3 separate regions of the Drosophila melanogaster genome follow, and regions 1 and 2 are each linked to region 3. The links are chromatin contacts, called in public Hi-C maps. All regions are on one chromosome and are shown on one strand. The core of a region is the stretch at or near the end of the contact, and the rest is flanking DNA. Distances in the headings are between cores, read along the strand shown.

Region 1 (3,510 bases), core at 696-3,195, 1.0 Mb after region 3:
TCGAAATTCCATGACGTCACATGTGCCGAAAGACGTCATCAATTGATTACAGGTGGGAGTGGGCCAGTGGGTGGCAATTGGGCGATGGGCGGTGGGTGGTGGCTGGCTGGTGGCAGAGTTGCAACTGCGTCGCAAAATAATTCAATAACCACAAAGCGAAGCCAGCAAGTGGTTAGATCATTCACAATGGCCAACGAACAAGAAAACACTGTGTGCTGAATAAAAAAGGGGCGAAACAAACACAACAGACAGGCACAACTGGCGTGAAAATAACACTATTATTAAGTATTGTTATTCATCGCAGTGAAAACCTGTGCAAGCCCATTTATTTAAATGTAAATGCATGACTGGGGACATTTTTGATTAATAAATTGATACCTTTGAATATTTAAAGGTAATTTTTGCTAGCATAGTACAGTTATCAAAGTCGAACAATCTATTAAGAAAACATAAGTCTGATTTTTACACAATAATGTGTCTATAAATTCAAACTCCTAGTCTACCTTGAAAGTAGAAAAAGTACAGACATTTAAAATGGAAATTAGATTCCCAATTAAAGAAAAGAAATTGCCATTTAATTGGTTTCAAATTACAGAAAGTACAGCAAACTGGTCACAGTCGTGCAAACAGATAATAGCTAACGTTAATTTAAATATTTAGCTTAGACAGAATTGAACAACTTTTTCCAGCTACAAGTTAATTGCATGTTGTTTGAATATATTTTTCGAATTAAAAGCACTTTTGTCTTTCATCAGTTTGTTTTTGGAGTGGTTCCTGTACAAATTAAAAAGGCCAATGCCATTTAACTTGCTGCTACTTTCGGAAAGTACGACATATGTACAACTAACTTATTCCCACAATTATATTGACCGCAATTGGGTGTGTTAGAAAGGTCAGCGGGGTGTTGGGCCCTCTTCTTTGGGAGGTTATGGTGGGTGGTGGTTGGTAAGTGGGGGAAACTTCTTGGCAGCGGACAAGTGTCCTTTCGTCTTTGTTGTGACGCCTTCGAGTGGCGATGAGTCATGAAGGGAGCTTTAAATATATGTATGTGTATGCGGACTGCGTTTTCAGCGATTTCCCCAGTTTGGCCCCCATTATTTGTTCTCACCTTTGTCATTGGGATAGCTGGGATAGACGTTCAGTTGCTCGTCGTCGCGGGAAACTTGCGTTATTATTGATGTTGCATCCATTTAAGCACTCGGTTTGTGGCTCCACTTCGCTTAACAGGTTGATAAATCGGATTCGGATTCAGATACTGATTCAGATCGGTTTCGTATAGGATAGCTGCAAAATGTTGCGCACACATGAGAGATAGAGATACATTGGATATGGCAATTATCGCGAGATGATTCCATGTTTTCTTCGTATATATGGTAAGTGTCGTGCAGTATATATGTCGTACATATATAATACATCTACCACGTATATATAGCTCACACACACACACATGCACCAATTGATAGCCTGCCCCAGACAGTGGAATTTTACAATTACGCTTTGGCCGTCCGTTCGCTTCGTTTTATTTCTCGATGCAAATGGGTTTCCCTTTGATATTCACCTCGCTATTTATCGCTCTCTCTTTCGCTCTGTTGCACTTTCGCCTCTCTGTTTTAGTAAATTTAAAACTTTTCAACGAATTTCAATAAAAAACACTTTCTTTCTTTCCTTCGCTCTTGTTTTTGGTTGCGCTCATTCTTTTACTTCTTTATCCGCGTCTGCTTTTCGCACACAGCTTCGCAGCGTTTTATTTATAAACGCCCACACAGACACAGCACTCACACACACTCTCGCACGCACACTAGCTCGGCCGCTGGTGTTTTCGTTATTTCGTCTCGTTATTTATTTATTTTTTTTATTTTTTGCCATTAATTAATCGCGCAAAATAACAAAACGCGTGTGTACGTCGAAAAAAAGTAACAGGAATAGCGCAAAAAACAAAACGTGTGATTAGTGTGACCGCGGTGGATGCGAGACTTATTACCAAGTGCAAAGAAAAAGTGGTAACATTTCGTGTTTACCTTAGAATCACAGGTTGAAGAAAGGCTTGATTATAAGTTAATTACTTACAAGGAGAATGTAGAATTCTATAAAAGGAGCTTGTTTTGAACTACATAATTATTTTCATAGATTTCCAAATTCGATAATCAAAGGTCATACTATCTGGTGCAATTTGGGCTGCCAACTGTGGTCAAGTTAATCTATAAAATTCTTGATTCAAAATGCAATTTTAAGAACATTTTATTTCAAATTATATCAAATCAGATAAAAAACAAATGTCCATGAAATGATTAGGTTAGTTAAGGATATTTTCAATCAAAACACTATAAGAAATAGGACAAGGGAAGCCAAACATAAAATAAAGCCAAATTTAACTATAAACTAGCTTAAACGGCAGTGCAAACAGTTCATCTGGTCTGGCAACTCTCCGCCGAATTGTTGTTACGCGAGCGATTTCTTTGGTCTTATTTCTAGTTAAAATTATCAAAGAAATATTATAAAATGTTGGCCGTACGAAGTTCCCAGAGATTGGGCCTACGGTAGGCCACCCGTCTAATTTGAAATAACCAAAAGAAATCCGTCACTCGACTATTTATTTTTCAGTTCCCTGCTACCGTCTGCCTTCAAAAACGTGGGATTGGTCAACTACTCCTCTTCGCAGTCCAAAAACGACGATGGATACTCCTCTTCGGACGACGAAAAGCCCACGAAGAAGAAGGAGGAACCTGTGGAAACGGCGGCCCAGCGGCTGAACCGCCTGTTGGGCACCATGCAGGCCACGGATCAGCTCTCGGCATCGGACTTTCCACGTCCTGGTGATGCCAACAGGAAGCGGAGGGAGGCCCAGAAACAGGAGGCAGCCGCCAAGAATGTTCTAACTGCGGCCAAGAACATTGCTAGCATGCTGGGCACCAGTGAGAGCGACAAGAAGCAGACAGAGTCTGAGCTATTGGCCAAACTCCTTGGCCATGGAAGCGAGTCCTCTTCAGCAGCGACCGGAGAAAATCAGACGGCGGATGTTTCGGGATCTCCTTCTGGTGATAAGGAACTCAATCTGAGGTGTGTAAAAATGATTTTCTCGCATTAATGGATAATCTAATAAAATTTATTTTCCTTACACAACAGTGATATTATCGTGGGCATGAAGATCGATCGTCGTCAGCAGCCGCAGCAGGTGGAGCAGACCCGCGGCGAGTACGTTCGCCGCTCGCTGGCTTCCAGATTCAAGCCACAGAATCGAGATGGGGCTTATCAGCGGTCACAGAGGCAAACCAAACGAGAGGCTGAATCCTTTACGGGCAGTGTCAATTTGTACGGCGGGGAACCGTTGGGTATCTTCAAGGATACCCAGCTGCCGATTTCCAACGACATCCTTTCAACCTGGTCACAGCTGAGTGAGCGGGAGCTTAGTTTACAAGCTTCCCATCCCCCGGCAAACTACTTCGAGCAAATGGTCCTGTGGACGGATCAAAAGAAGGTGTGGCGCTTTCCCATCAACAATGAGCAGGATTG
Region 2 (3,592 bases), core at 33-2,532, 1.5 Mb before region 3:
CTGCTTGGCCAGTTCCTCCACAGCCAGAGACTCGGCAGCCTCCACCTTCTCCAATGTGTCAACGGCAATTAGGGCATCATCGTGGGACTCCAGTTGTAGCACTCTAGCGCCACTGGGAAAGCTGCGCAGGCGTATTGGACCACTAAGCTGCTCGCAGGCGTGCAGCAAGTCCTCAGGCGATAGCAGTTCCAGACCACGAGCGCGGTTTACACGACAGTAGACATCAGCCAAGGACATCATGCCACCTTGCTCCTAAGGGGTAATAAAGTAAGTGTCAATACAAAGTATAACTTTTTAATACAGTTCCTACCTCGATAGGATCCAGCAGCATTTCGCAAATCTGTCGGGCCAGGCTACTGAAGTAGGCAGAATTGCTGGTAAAGTTGTCCCGCGTGACGGGATCATCGATGCCCAGGCTCATGAGGTAGGATTTGAAACGCACCGTTTCATCGTCAGATATTTCTCCCTTCTGTTTGCGTATCTTGCTGCTTATTGTCTTGGACACTCCTACCATGTCCTTGGCCATGGCCATTAGAACACTGAGATCCTGAAAGGCAAGTGCTATGTTCTCATCCGTGGCCTTGGCTTTTGCCTCCAAATGCCGTTCGATGCCCCCAATTCCTGTCCTCTTCTGAATGCGGGCCAGCCTGTCGTTGGCAGGCTCCAAGGTTGGACTGCTGGCCACGCCATTGATGATGATCTCGCTGGTCAAGAGGATTTCCCAGACGCGGGCATTTAGAGTCTCCCGCAAGGCACTGTGGAACTCGACACTCAGGCCATTCTTGCCCGACAGTTTGATGTGGGTGGCGCGACTGGTGTCCAGTGGGCCGGGTCCTTTGTCCGACGTTGGAGGATGCAGATGCATGATTATGCGAGTCTTGCGGCCAAAGAAGTTAGAGGCAGTAGTCTCTTCGCTGACGGATATCACATAGCTGAGTGGCAGGCAAAGTGTTACGGCGGCCCGGGCAATCTCTCCAGGGCGACCCCAAAACAGTCGGTGTGTGGTGAGCACCACTTCGCCGTCTTCAAAGTCCGTCTGAAAGGATTTGAGTCTAATAAAGACCCGGTTTCGTATTGTGCGAATTCACTAGCTGCTCACCTTTTGGTCGCCATCGTATATTTTTACCCTGTTGTCGCGGCTGACGAAGGATTCATTGGGACTCAGACGGGCCTCCACATAAGCGAAGCGATTCATTTCAGATATTTGTTATTTTATCCTTAATATTTGTTTTGTTGTGGCTCTGGCTGGAGATGACACATCTTTCGTGACTCCACCGTTCCACCTGCTTATTAGTGATGGTATCTTTTTTGTACAGTAGATATCGGGTATGGAAAACCAAATATAGCTGTACACATCTAGATATATTGCATACTTTGTCCCCAAAAAATGTAATTAAAATGTGTTTAGGCATTTTTATACGTTACTTAAAATTAATTTTGTTTTAAAATTTGTTTTGTAGACTTTAGACCATCTAGCAAACTATCGGATGTTGCTCCTACACACAATTCTGCGTTCGCTGACTATCGATAAGTGGCTGGGCTGGTGTGCGAGAAGAAGAAGCAGAACGGTGCAGCAGCTTCTATTTTCGTGATAGTTTTCCCCAATTAGTGCTGAAATTAATAACCATAAATGCCATTTTCCCCTAAACCAGTGCAAAATGACGTGCCCTGCCTGACCTGCTTACATAACAATGCACTAGTCGCGCAATAAGCACACCACACATCGATCACCCGGGATTAGCGAGACTTTGATTTGGACTTCATGGCGACTGTGGCGGAGGGCAGCAAAATGCTCGAGGCAGCATTACAGCAAATGGACGGCCTTATATCGAGTACCGCGACACAGGCGGGATCCGTTTCTATATCCGGAGCAGGGTCTTCCCTGACACTCAGCGAACGCAACTTAATTTCGGCCACTAATGTTTTGTCAACAGCTAAGACTTTGGCTCTCGCCCTGCAACAGGTGAGTCACACTGACTATGATAAGGTCTAGAAACGGAGGGCTTACACTTACGCTTATCACTTTAGGTCGGACTGGCTGCTCCAGCACCGGATCCTGTCACGGCGGCCATTATCAGCGACTGGCTGGAGACGCACATACCTCGTCAGGATTCCGACGAGCGTATGCGTCGCCTGCAACGGGATAAGGAGGGCTTAGCCCTGCAGTATCAGATGCTGGCGGAACGAGTGTCAGAACAAGCGGACAAGATTATCGAGCTGGAGGGTCTGATAACGGAAAAGAGCCAGCAGTTGTGTACCAAGGAAGAGCAACTGCAACGACAGATGATTTCTAGTTCCGCCCTCGAGACGCAAAAGCTGGAGCTAATGAGTGCCTTAAGTGAACTAAAACTGCACCGTACTGCATTAGAGCAGGCTAACGATGGAGGTAGCGCCATTTCCGCCAATATTCCTTACGGCAGTTTGAGCAACATTAATCAGAAGGCCTTTATGGGATCGCCCAAGACACCGCCCTCTGCACTGCGGCACCAAATCAAACCGCAGTTCCACAGCCTGCCAAGATCGCATGGCAAGTTTGTGAACAACAATAACAATCGTGCCTTAGACGTCAATGCCAACAGCAGCGGCAAGCAGCGAAACGTGGCCTTTGCTTCGAACGAACACATTTTGATTGATGACAATCATCATCAAGCGGAGGATGCAATGACTTCCAGCTTTATGTCGCAGTTTACACCCTCACCAAAGCTGAGGGAAAGATCTGCCCGTGGCTTGCGCAACATACTTGGTAAGCTACGACGCAGCAACAGCAGCAACTGCGAGCTGACCGCCTTGGAGCAGGCAGAGCCCGAGTTTCGACGAGGAGGAGCCCGAGCTACGGCAGGCGGTCGAATTGAGTGGAGTGCTCAGACTCCGTTGTTCGGTGAGAATGAAAAACATTGGACAACCTGGGGAGCGCAGGAGGTGTGCAATTGGTTGGCATACATGGGTCTAGGCTGCTATGAGGACAATTGCCGGTAAGTTTTGTCATCAAAATCCAAGAAGAACCCAGTTACTAAATACAATTTCCGCCTACAGAAAGTGGTTGAATGCCAATCCATCAGTGTCGTTCTTCACCGCCTCGCCTGTCGACATCGAACGAGAGCTAAACCTAAAGATGCCACTTCATCGGAAAAAAATCTTGTTGGCCATCGACGACCTAACTGGGAAGGAGTTTGATGACCTGACACTGAAGGCATCCAGCTTGGATGTGACATGGGTTCTACGCTGGCTGGATGACATCGGCTTGCCACAGTATAAAGATTACTTTATGCAGGCCAAGATTGACGGTCGAATGCTGCATCGTCTCACCCTCGAGGACCTCTCCCAATTGCACGTCAGCTCTTGTTTGCACATAGCCTCCTTGCGAGCGGGAATCTTATGCATGCGCCGCTTATCGTGGAACGCGGAAGGTCTAATTCGACGCTCCATTAAAGTTGTCAGTGAAGATGAAGCCGCAGCCACTCCCGACAGAGACAATGTGGAGCTGTGGACAGCGCATCGCATTATGGGATGGCTGCAGACCATCGACCTGTCTGAATACACGCCCAATCTGCGTGGTGCTGGTGTCCACGGGGCTCTGATGCTTTATGAACCG
Region 3 (3,478 bases), core at 163-2,662:
AATCAACTACGTCAGCTACGTGGAGGCGTTGTTCACGCTGATCTCGGTATCCGGACTGCTGTGGATGCGCTACAAGCAACCCAAGACGGAGCGACCCATCAAGGTCAACTTGGCGCTGCCCATCATCTATCTGATCGTCTGCCTGTTCCTGGTCATCTTCTCTTGCACGCAGACGCCATATGTGGTAGGAATCGGGACGATCATTATACTGTCTGGAATTCCGGTCTACTACCTGACCATCCACAAACCGGTCAAATGGCTGGCGGACACTTCGCAGGCGATCAACCTGTGGTGCTCCAAATTCTTCATCTGTATGCCCAACCAGGAGAAGTTCGACTAGGACTGCAGGACTCTACGACTTTGGGAAGAGAGGGCCTTTTGTGGATGTATCGATCAACGCAACTATAGAAGGGAATATCTTGTAGTTAGGATAAGTCTCAATTTACCCCTAAGATAGGTTAGCAACGCGAAATTTTGAAAACCTACGCACAACATTACAAAAGTGTTATTGTAAATAACTCAAATGCATTCTGGTAGGGAAGTCCCTGCTTCAATTAATATTATTTGTTAGTCGTACTTTTAATGTATATTTCAAACCCAAAAAAAATGAGTTCCTCGTCGAAAGCAGAAGTACGCCTGTTATACAAAATGCGAACCAATTTTTACATATTATACAAGTAATTAGGAGCTTATTCAGTAAGTAATAATTATTATTGATGCAACTTTTTGCGAAATGTAAAAAATCGAATTTGTTTTGTATAAGAAAGTTAATAATAAACACATTAAACTTTAATCTTATTACTTTTTGTGAAGTGGGCGGAAATTGGCATTTTAAAGGTAAAAAAGTAACTTATATCATTTCGCATGGTATCTATTTAAAGTATCATAATTATCTACCACAATATTTATTAATTTTTTTAAATATTTTCATTTTCTAGTTATTTTTCCTACTCCAGCGAGTTCTAAAACTCACTACTTGATGAAAGCGCCTTTACAACGCCTTTAGGTATGCAATCTTTTTCTTCATAGTTACAATCTACCGGATAGTTTTTAGTATAAAGTATTGTTGCTTAATAATAACATTTAGCCAGATTCTTAAGATTATGAAAGGAAAGTGTAAAACTTTAGTATTTTCAATTTAAAGGCTGAGTACACTATTTAATGTGAGTTTAGCCGATGAACAGGTTAATCGACTTTATTAATTTTTGGCGCTCAAATTTGATGGTCCGGCGAAAGCTTTTCCAAAGCTCAATCCAAATGACAGTTAAGTTTGTAGCGAGTGCGCAGAGCGATGAGTTGCCCGCCCAGTGGGCGAAGGAGAGAGGGAGAAAGGAGAACGCGCCGACGCTCGTCGAACCGAAAGTCGTATAAAACGTTGCGTGGGCGAAACTGTCATTTCAAAAGACCGTTGAACGGGATCGGTAGTTGGCTGCAGTGTTACGGATCGCACGCGTCTGTAAAAACTCGAAAAAATCCCGGTGAAGCCCCCAGTGAAATGACGAGTGACCAGTAGATAACCGGGTTCAATAAAACGAATAGAATAAAACGAAAAGAGAAATACTATCTACCACCACCTGAGTGTTCAGTCCATTACGATGGCCCAAAAGCAGGTGCTAGTCTTAAACCTATTTTGCCTGGGCTCACTATTTTTCAAAACAGTGCCAGCTTCCACGGAATACAACAAATACGTGGCGCAGATATTTCAAAAATACGGCAACGGCGGGACAATCAACTTTGAGGTAATAACCAATAAACCATCGAACTAGCCTTGTAAACACACACAAGAGCGTAATTTGAGCACAGGTAAACACAGGTAAACAAAGTCGGACACGGGACAAAGCTTTTGCGGTTAGCGTTATGGCAAAAAATTAGTGAGTTTGTGTCTTCTTTTTTTTCTCTCGTTTTTGTCATTTTTGGGCCAGCAACAAAAACAATGTGTGGGAGGGGGGGGGGTGTTCTCATATGATTACGAGTTAATCAAATATTTGGGCATTGTGAAAGTGAAACAATTGTGTTCTGGCCAACTCGGCTTGATCGGGCAACCAAAACACTCTCAACAGCGATTATCGCGTCACTTTTAAAAGGTTGTAATCTTTATATGCGCGCAGCAATTTTATAACACAGTGGGCAGACAGCAGGCACTTCGTATGATACAAAACGTAGACTTTATTGCTGGCATTATCATAAATTTAATCAAAATCCAGACTAACGAGCAGCACAGGCACAGTGAGATGTACAGTACGAGACTTGAGCATCAACACGACGAACAACACCCACCCCCCGCCCAAGACATCCTTCTATATCCACGTCGGAGATTACGAGATGATAAGCCCGATAAGACTGCTTGCTCCTCCTCCTAATGGGCGCACACTGGATGCCCGATAAACCAAAGATACAAAAGCAACCGCAACTTTCGCAACGCGATCGTTATGCTTATGGACTCCAAAGCTATAGTCCGTCCGATTCCGAACAATCGGAGCCAATTGACATTACTCATGCGTATGGGCTACGCAATACGGTGTGTCCATTTGAATGGCAAGCCGCTACTAAAAATGTTTTTACTTTTTACGCACTCGGCATACTAACATTAAGGGTTGGATGCCCGATGCCCCATGTCTCATGTCCCATGCCCACCCAACCGTCTCGTATTCTATCATCATTCTAATATTCCAAATTTGATTACATATAGCACACTTGGCACACAAACAAATCTCAGCTGAATGAAAGTAAAATTCGCCATTTGGTGGCTTCATGAGCTACATAATAAATAGTTTTTTTTTTTTGTGTGTGCCAGCGCGTGTGTGTCTAATGTTTGTTCATATGCAAATTCCGCCATCCTGATCTTGGGAATCTGGGCAATTCTTTGGAGCCACTCATCACACGCCGGACACACGCCCCGATCCCCGGCGACAGGTCGCTGTCGAGGCAATTAGATGGGGCTCCACCGCCGCCCCGGGGAATCTCCACCCACTTTAGCGACAGCAAATATGCGACAGAATGGAGGAATAACAATAAACAAATGAATTCAGATGTAAATATAATTGCCTGGCACGTTGACAAGTAAATCAAGTAATTATCGGTGATAGATCGCAGCCAGAGTATATACTTTGACAAATTAGTTAAATAAATAGCAAATGCGATCGATTTGTCGGCGTGAAATTTCGTGGATAGCTACTGTGAAAAATGTGCAGCAGGTTAAGGTTTGTTTTTAAAAACGATTTCAGGACGCTCACCGAAAACAAAACAGCTGGCAGTTGTTTTGTTGCGTTTACTCCAGCTACTTCGAGATTAATTGTTGTTTTTAAATGGGTTTTAAAACTTCAAGGTTGCACTTACTGTTTAAATAGTTTAGGGAAATCACAACTATCTAAAACTATTGAATTATCAAACTTTCTGAGAATTTGTGCATAGATATTTGTAAGTCTATTTATCATTGCCAATGTTATTTTAATACCTATTATCAAATACTTAATTATCG

The links. Hi-C and Micro-C count contacts between places; a contact is called where the count stands out from the background.
Region 1: a Hi-C map of the Kc167 cell line shows a contact between it and region 3, with 1.9 times the contacts expected there. The contact joins the promoter of hzg here to the promoter of Zip71B in region 3. A contact is called at or near these places in 2 of 107 Hi-C or Micro-C datasets (the Kc167 cell line and the S2 cell line).
Region 2: a Hi-C map of the Kc167 cell line shows a contact between it and region 3, with 2.8 times the contacts expected there. The contact joins the promoter of Vps36 here to the promoter of Zip71B in region 3.

The regions. Positions count from the first base shown.
Region 1 is chr3L:16,002,791-16,006,300 of dm6, forward strand. hzg (herzog) reads right to left here and starts at 1,946. Exons shown (of 6, transcript NM_140568.3): 1 at 1,559-1,946; 2 at 1,109-1,284. The coding sequence starts at 1,190. mRpS31 (mitochondrial ribosomal protein S31) reads left to right here and starts at 2,403. Exons shown (of 3, transcript NM_079376.3): 1 at 2,403-2,537; 2 at 2,602-3,057; 3 at 3,124-3,510. The coding sequence starts at 2,500.
Region 2 is chr3L:13,511,830-13,515,421 of dm6, forward strand. Vps36 (Vacuolar protein sorting 36) reads right to left here and starts at 1,283. Exons shown (of 3, transcript NM_140403.2): 1 at 1,100-1,283; 2 at 311-1,036; 3 at 1-252. The coding sequence starts at 1,195. Liprin-beta (Liprin-beta,) reads left to right here and starts at 1,425. Exons shown (of 4, transcript NM_168556.1): 1 at 1,425-1,568; 2 at 1,653-1,963; 3 at 2,029-2,972; 4 at 3,034-3,592. The coding sequence starts at 1,763.
Region 3 is chr3L:14,990,877-14,994,354 of dm6, forward strand. It overlaps Zip71B (Zinc/iron regulated transporter-related protein 71B), which reads left to right and starts at 1,413. Exons shown (of 4, transcript NM_001316435.1): 1 at 1,413-1,739. The coding sequence starts at 1,596. It overlaps mnd (minidiscs), which reads left to right. Exons shown (of 5, transcript NM_168601.3): 5 at 1-791. The coding sequence ends at 340.